Regions from separate parts of the Anas platyrhynchos genome. Here region 1 is linked to region 2. The links are chromatin contacts, called in public Hi-C maps. All regions are on one chromosome and are shown on one strand. Each heading gives the region's core, a stretch centred on a gene start, on an enhancer-like site or on the middle of the called end of the contact. The rest is flanking DNA. Distances are from core to core; before and after follow the strand shown. Region 1 holds the start of TRIM32 (tripartite motif containing 32). Region 2 overlaps PAPPA (pappalysin 1).

Evidence for each region. Hi-C and Micro-C count contacts between places; a contact is called where the count stands out from the background.
Region 1: a Hi-C map of skeletal muscle shows a contact between it and region 2, with 2.6 times the contacts expected there. The contact joins the promoter of TRIM32 here to the enhancer-like site in region 2. A contact is called at or near these places in 2 of 8 Hi-C or Micro-C datasets (skeletal muscle and subcutaneous adipose tissue).

Annotation. Positions count from the first base shown.
Region 1 is chr18:6,347,885-6,351,228 of IASCAAS_PekinDuck_T2T, forward strand. TRIM32 (tripartite motif containing 32) reads left to right here and starts at 1,488. Exons shown (of 2, transcript XM_027471012.3): 1 at 1,488-1,603. The region is part of intron 16 of ASTN2 (astrotactin 2); the gene reads right to left.
Region 2 is chr18:6,054,012-6,057,717 of IASCAAS_PekinDuck_T2T, forward strand. All of the region lies in intron 4 of PAPPA (pappalysin 1), which reads left to right. Among named protein-coding and RNA genes, the nearest start is that of PAPPA, 200 kb to the left of the region's middle. Within about 2 kb of position 2,435, at least 3 of the 8 cell types and tissues checked have an H3K27ac peak or open chromatin away from gene starts, as enhancers often do. A contact at or near this core is called in subcutaneous adipose tissue, where this site is marked.

The DNA.
Region 1 (3,344 bases), core at 238-2,737, 290 kb after region 2:
GTTTTGCTGAGGGCACAGTCCCACTGACCACCCTGCAGTGACAGCTCTCAGCGTGCCCTGGAGGCTGCTGGTGCTGGCTTGAGCCCTGCCAGAGGAAGCACCAATGGTCAGGAGCCTCACTGACAGGCTGCAGGAAAGGCGCTGCAAATGGATTTTGTTTTCCTCTGAGGTGTTAGGACATGTAAAAAGGAGCATGGTGGCCACAGGGTTTGCTTCCGAGCCCTGGCTGTTGTCCCCTGCATGGTGTGGCTGGGAATTACGGAGGTCTCCCCGCAGCACGTCTCCGTTCAGACACCCTCACACAGCGCCCCGTGGTCCAGCTCGTGTTTGGTAGCCACCTCCTGCACCTCGTCCATCTCAGCTCTTCTGATCCTGAATCCCCAAACCCCAGCAGCGCCGCCTCTTTCAACACCAGGCAAAGCTCTCCCCTGACTGAGGAGCCATCCCCAAAGTGCACAATTCCCCCCAAACCTTTGATTTCCCACTACTGCAGCTGCACCGCTCGCTGGCCACCACTGCCAGCATCTGGGCTACTGTGAGGGAGGGATTAGTGCCAGGAGGAGCCCCATGCAAGTGCTCCAGTAAGCAGCTGCAGCTGCGGATCTACTCATTGGCAATATTTTTGTGTGCCACCCAATCAACTGATTACATCTGCATCTAAAAATAGGCATTTTTGTGCTGCTTCAGAGTGGTTTCTGAGAGGGGCTGATAACGCAGGGCTGTGGTGTGAGACCCGAAACCCGGCCGAGGCGCTGGCCCCACAGGCAAAGGCAGCCTGAAGGCAAAGGGGCTGCGGCCCCGCAGGGGTGGAGAAGGATGGAGAAAACCATCGGAATACAGGGACACGGGTGGGAGCCTCAGCACAGAAGGGTGTGTAAGGAAATAGGGGAAAAAATTGAAAAAAAAATCATAATTAAAAAAAAAAAGATTTTTAGTTTTAATTGACAGGAGTCTCAATGCAGAATAGCGTGTAAGAAAACGGGGAAAAATGGTAATAAAAAAAAAAAAAAGATGATTATGTTTTATTGACAGGAATCTCAATACAAAATGTTGTGTAATAAAACAGGAAAAAATGAAAAGAAAAAAAAAGACTATTAAGTTTCTACAAAAACTTCCCATTCTGTTTCTATTCGAAGTTTTACTGACAGGAATCTCAACGCAGAGTGGCGTGGAACAAAACGGGGGGAAAATGAAAAAAAAAAAGATTTTTAACGTTTATTGACAGGCAGGGGTCTCAGCACAGAATGGCGTGTAATAAAATGGGGAAAAACTGAAAAAAAAATCTAAATATTTATTGACAGGAATCTCAGTGCAGAGTGGTGTGTGAGAAAACTGTGGAAAAATGGGGGGAAAAAAAAGGATTTTTAATTTTATTGATAGGCAGGAACCTCAATGCAGAATATAGTGTAATAAAACCGTGGAAAAATGAAAAAATATATATATATATATATGTTTTTAACTATTCTTGACAGAAGCAGGCAGGGGCAGGCCGCGGACTCCAACTCCCAGCACGCCCCGCGGCTCGGCGCCCTGACGTCACGGCGGCGCGGCGGCGCGGGGCATGGCGGGGGAGCGGCGCGCACGGCCCGGCAGCGGCGGGCAGGTAGGCGCGGGGGGGGCGGGGCCGGCGGGAACGGGCCGGGAGGGGGGGGGGGGGCGGCCCTGAGGGGAGGCCGCGCTGCGAGGCGGCTGCGGTGAGACGGGGCCGGGAGGGGGCGGTGGGGACAAAATGGGGGGCTGGGGATAAAGGGGAGGGCTGGGGGTAAAGGGGGGGGCTGATGGGAGCGGGTAGAGGCAGAACCGGGGGGAAAACCGGGAGCTGGGGGTGGAAATGGAGCCTGGTGGTGGGGCGGGGAGCGGGTAACGGGGTCCTGAGGGAGCTGGGGCCGGGGTAAAGCTGGAATGTGGGGATAAAGCTGGAGCTGGGAACAGCCAGAGCCTGAGGGCTGTGGGGCTGGGTGAGCAGGGCAGGGGGAGCCCGCTGTGCCCACGGCCTGTGCTGCATAAAGGCAAGAGGCCGCGAGAAGCTGTGGCAGGGCAGCACGGAGACACCGAGACGGGGAAGGACCCCCAAGGAAATCGGCTGAATACGAGGAATGCGAATGTGAAGGCCGGCCCGATGCTCAGGCTGCCCCCAGCGCCCTGCCCTGCAGCACAGGAGCTGCCCCAGGACCACAGGCTGCCCCAGGAGCTGCTCCAGGACCAGGAACGTGCCCAGGGTACAGCTGGCTGTGGGGTAACGCTGCAGCCAGAGGGTGATATCACAGCACTGAGATGTGTACCGGCATCCTGACACAAGGGGTTTACGTGTTAAAAGCACATCGTGCACGTCATCGTTCAAAAAACTGGACGGGAGGTAAACCTAAACAAACTCCCCTTGCCATCTCATGCTGATGCCAGCACCTGTTCGGGAGGCAGCTTCTTACATAACTCGCGTTTTCAGATGTCAGCACTTGTGCCTCATCCTTCCCTATGCAAGTTTTCTGGCATATTTTCAGGGAAAATAATAACGAACCTTGGATCTTGTATTCCGTTATTTAAAAAATCACTTTAAAATACAGCTCTTCATCCCCCAGAGGAATGTTCCTGATCTACATGGCAGTGCCCAAGTTTCTCCTTCCACAATGGCTACAAATACAAGAGAAGCCTCTTTGGTGCCAGCACCCCGACTGCTGCAGCCCCCCAGGTGCCACCTGTGTGACATTCACCGTGCCACCAGCCCGGGCAGCCGGGCATCAGATCCCAGCCTGGGACTTGCCGGGGATTCTGCCCCACCACTGAGTCAGTCCCTGAAATCTGGGCCTTAAACAACCGCGGACCCAATAAATTAAAATGATTTTTTTTTTCCTCTGTACGAACATAAAGAACTTTTCCTCACTGCAGTTGTCTCTTTCCACTTGAGCAAACGCTGAGCTGAAACACACTGAACCTTTCTGTCTGAAATGCTCCCGAGGATGAAGCAGGCAAACGCAGCAGGGAAGCGAGAGTGCTGCGTGCGTGCAGCCATTATTCAGAAAAAGCTGTCTGTTCACATCCCTCTGCGACCAGCTCTTCATTTTAAAGACTAACTACTTCCTTCTCCTTCTCTCCCTCTAAAGGAAATGTTTTCTCCCCGTTTCTTTTAAAGGCTAAGCAAGGCAATAGCCAAGGTATTGAAACCCAGTCTGCTGAATAATAACTTAATGATGCGAGCCCTGCTCTGTTCCCTCTGAATGGCTGGCTGCTTTAGCGAGACAGCTGCTGGGATCTGCTCCCCGCTGAGAGGGATGTGGGGCTGGAGAAACCTGGTTTGAAGCTGAATGGCAACCACGGCACTGAAAAACAGAACCAAAACGTAAGAATGA
Region 2 (3,706 bases), core at 1,185-3,684:
AGTTCCCAACCCCTCGACACTCAGCTAGGGCTGGGACTAGCGCTGCAGCTAGAGGATGTCGAGTATTTTTGTCTCCCCTTAGAAACGGCAAGTGTAACACAAATGATTGTAAGGTCAAATAGCCCTATAAAACCATTTAGTACTAAAAGCAGCTACCAGTCTAAGCTGTCTGAGCTGAACAATAATGAGGGATATTGCACTTTTCTTATTTAAATTTTATGAGCCCATCATGAATTTGGGTCCTTTTCCCGTGCGGTCGCTCCCTCTCCCCCTCCCTCCCGCCGCCTCCCTCCCTCTCCCCGCTTTAGTGATAAAGTGCAGCGAAGTTGTCGTGAAATCGGATACTTTTCGGAGGGTTACAAACCCTTATAAATGTCGCCACATCCATCTTTGCTCTGAAGGAAGTCATAGAAAATGGAAATGCCCTTAAAAAAAAAAAAAAAAAAAAAAAAAGGAAAACAAGTCAGAAAGAGGAGCGGGCAGGGGTGGGGTGGGGGGGAGGAAGACATGTTTTACAGTTCTTTTGGCAAGGAGATTCCCTGAAAGTACGAAGTTTCCATGTCCTAGGATGCCTTAAAGAGACAGGGAGGATTTCCCCTTTCCCTTTAACCGGAGTCACTTCCTACGAGAAGGCGGCGGATGCTTGTGCCGCGGGTACCGTGGCCACCAGCCCCGCTCGCTGCCCTGCCACCGGCCCCCTGCCATCTCCTCCGCCTCCTCTGCCCCGTCCCCGACCCACGCCACTGTCGCCTCTCGGCAAAGTTGCTTTGTCCTGGGGAAAACAGAAAGGGAGATGAACTCGGCAGCGCGGCTCCTTAACTTTCCCCAGTCCCAGCTGCTCGGCTCGCTGGTGGGGAGGGGGACGCAGTGTGTGGGCAGGAGGTGCCGGGCAAGGGCTGCTCCCCTTTGCTTGTAGTAGGACAGCCAGGCGAGCAATTTCATAGGAGAAATAGTTCATTACTTGCATTATTTCCCCTGGCTTTCTCATGATCCACTCTTCTGTTTCCCAATCTTAACTTAAACCCCAGGGCTCAAAGTGCTTCCCTTTCAACTTAGGGCGGGCAGCACTGGGGTTTGCACAGATCTCGCCAGTGGCACAATGCGCTCCGTGTGTTTGTTTGTGTTTAATCCAGCACCTGGGACCCCGTGTCCGTCTTAGGTGCAAGTATCTGTAATTCATACAATAGGGGACCTGGACAAACACACACAAAGATCATTTGTAGTAAAATACTTTAATTGGATGGGGGAGGTTGGTTTGTTGCCTGTGTAAAACACTTGACCCATTTTATGCATGGAAATAACATTCCACTGTGAAAAATGAAAATAAATGCCCCAGTTTAGCACTGTTGAGCTTGCAGCTCAGCTCGGGAGGACTTTGTGATTTTTATTTTATTTTTAAACTCCCCCTTCCCCCCTCGCACACACTCTTGAAGAGGAGCCAGGTTTGGCTCTGTGTGTAAACACCTGGAAGAGGTCCAAGAGGAACTCACTCGGAGTATCCTCCGCACACCACAGCCTCCCAGACCTGCAGCAAGCTTAGGGAGAGATTACGCTTCCCTCAATGAGGAAATCAAGGGTTCTGGCTGCCAAAACGCTTGGCTTTCTCATTTTCACTGTTTTGGGATGTGACAGACGCAGGAGCCCTGTTCTGCTGTTGACGCCGCATCTGTAGGACCCCGCCGACACCCAGAGCCCTTCTGGGTGCTGGGGGCGGGCAGGGAGCAGGTCAGTCTGCAGACGCTGCCAGGAGCGAGTTTCACCCCAACTTCTGCAAAGTGGGAAGTGGTGGGACTGCAGATCTGGCGGGGAGGGCAGGACTGACTGGAGGACACCTTATTGCCAGAGCCCTTCTTGTACTCTCATCTGCCTTCTGCCCCCCACCCTCTGCCCCTGCTGCTCTTCGTTCCTGCCTGGCGTGCAAGTAGTCACTGCGAGTTGTGTAGGAGCTCCACGCGTGCCTGTGGGGGAAGCCTGCCCGTCTGTTAAAAATCTCATGTAGGACCCGAGTTGTTATCAGCTCCTGCGCCTGAGCCCTGATAGAAAGGAGCTCTTCTGCTAATCCAGGCTACAGGAGTTTCTGTTTCTGTCTGGAGCCAACTCTCCTTACGTCACCCTCTGCTGCAGTATTCAATTTGTTTTCATAAATGGCTAATTTTACAGTGCTGTTAAGTGGGTTCGTCATTGCGCCGGGCCATGCCCTGTCTCTGATGATAGGCAGTCCTTGGTGCCAGGCTCTGCCAATTTTCACGCTGGTTGGCAGTGATGTTATTGCTGCCCTGTTTGACTTCACTGATATCTGTTCTGGCATTTGTCAGGGAAAGCTGTTGGGAAACTAGAAGTCTGACCCATTGATCTGTGTTACGCAAAAGCTCAGCAGCATTTTCGGAGCTGGGCTGGGCTTCGTTTGTGCGGCTCCTGCGGTGCGGCTCCAGCGGCGGCAGCTCTCAGCTCGTGCGTACTTGGGTCCCTCCCTGGGCCACATAGTTCTTGGACAAACACTCCTTGGATGTGCGTACCTACCACACAGCACAGTACATCCCTCTTATAAATACACGCGTGTGCACATGGTATTAATCATGCGAGGTTGCGCGCTTTCCCCCAACGAGCCTTTGCATGCATCCCTAGTTGTGAACGAAGGAGTTAAGGTCCGGACTGTAATCAAGTTAGATAATACACGTGCCATGCAAAAATAAGACGCTTCAAAGCACCGTTGACCTTGCTTCTGTTGTAATCAAAGATATTTCAGTTCTACCGTGGAAATGCGACCCCATCCTGAGAAACAGGATCCTCCAGAGTCCCTGTCAGTGTGTTTTCTGGTGTATGGCTCAGGAGCAGGAGAGCTCATGTTTTCATAGGAAGGAGATGTTGACTCTTTACTGGCTGGGAGCTGAGAGGAGCGGGATGAATGATCGGCAGCGGGAGCTGGAGTAAGAAGGCGTGCCTGCTCTGAAGAGTGAAAGTTATTTGTGTTTTGTTTTGTTTTTTTTCCCTTCCCAGTTTCATTCTCCTCTGTCTCTCTATTCCTCTGCCTGCCAACAGAGAGCATGATCCCAACTTAATAAAGCTTCGTATGTAAGGGAGTGCCTATGTTTTCCCAACTTCAGTCCTTGGTGAACATAAAACTGCAGCAGAATCCAAAGGGAAAGAAACGCCAAAATCAGCACAGTGGAGCTCACTTAAAGCCGCAGCTCTTGCGTGTGAGAGACTGAGAAACATCTGTGTCGGGGGCCAATAATTGGGCAATTATACAGATATGTAATTGACACTGCATAAGTCCGTTCCCTCTGCAGGGTTTAGGAATATACGTTTGGGTTTTGGTTTCATTTGGTTCAATTCTGGAGTTTTGGAGTCTGGTGCTGCATTAATACAGCTCAGGTGGAAGCAGGGAGCCGGGGCCTGTCCCCAGGGCCGATGCCCGTAGCAGGTGCGCTGGGAGCTTGAGGGGCTCTTCACACAGAGTTTACACACGGTTTCACTGGCATCAAAATAATAGGTAGGCAGAAAATGCAGCACGTTCACATCTATAACAGCCTGTTGCCTCCTTATGTGGATTCGCTTGTTTTGATCTGTTACGAAGTACTGAGATGAAGGACTACGGAATGAGCCAAATGCAAGGCCTGTGATTTAATTAGCATGGGCCAGGGGCAGGAGCACAACTCCGGCTGGGCCTCAGGGCTGGGTCTCACACATCTGCACGGCCGCTGCG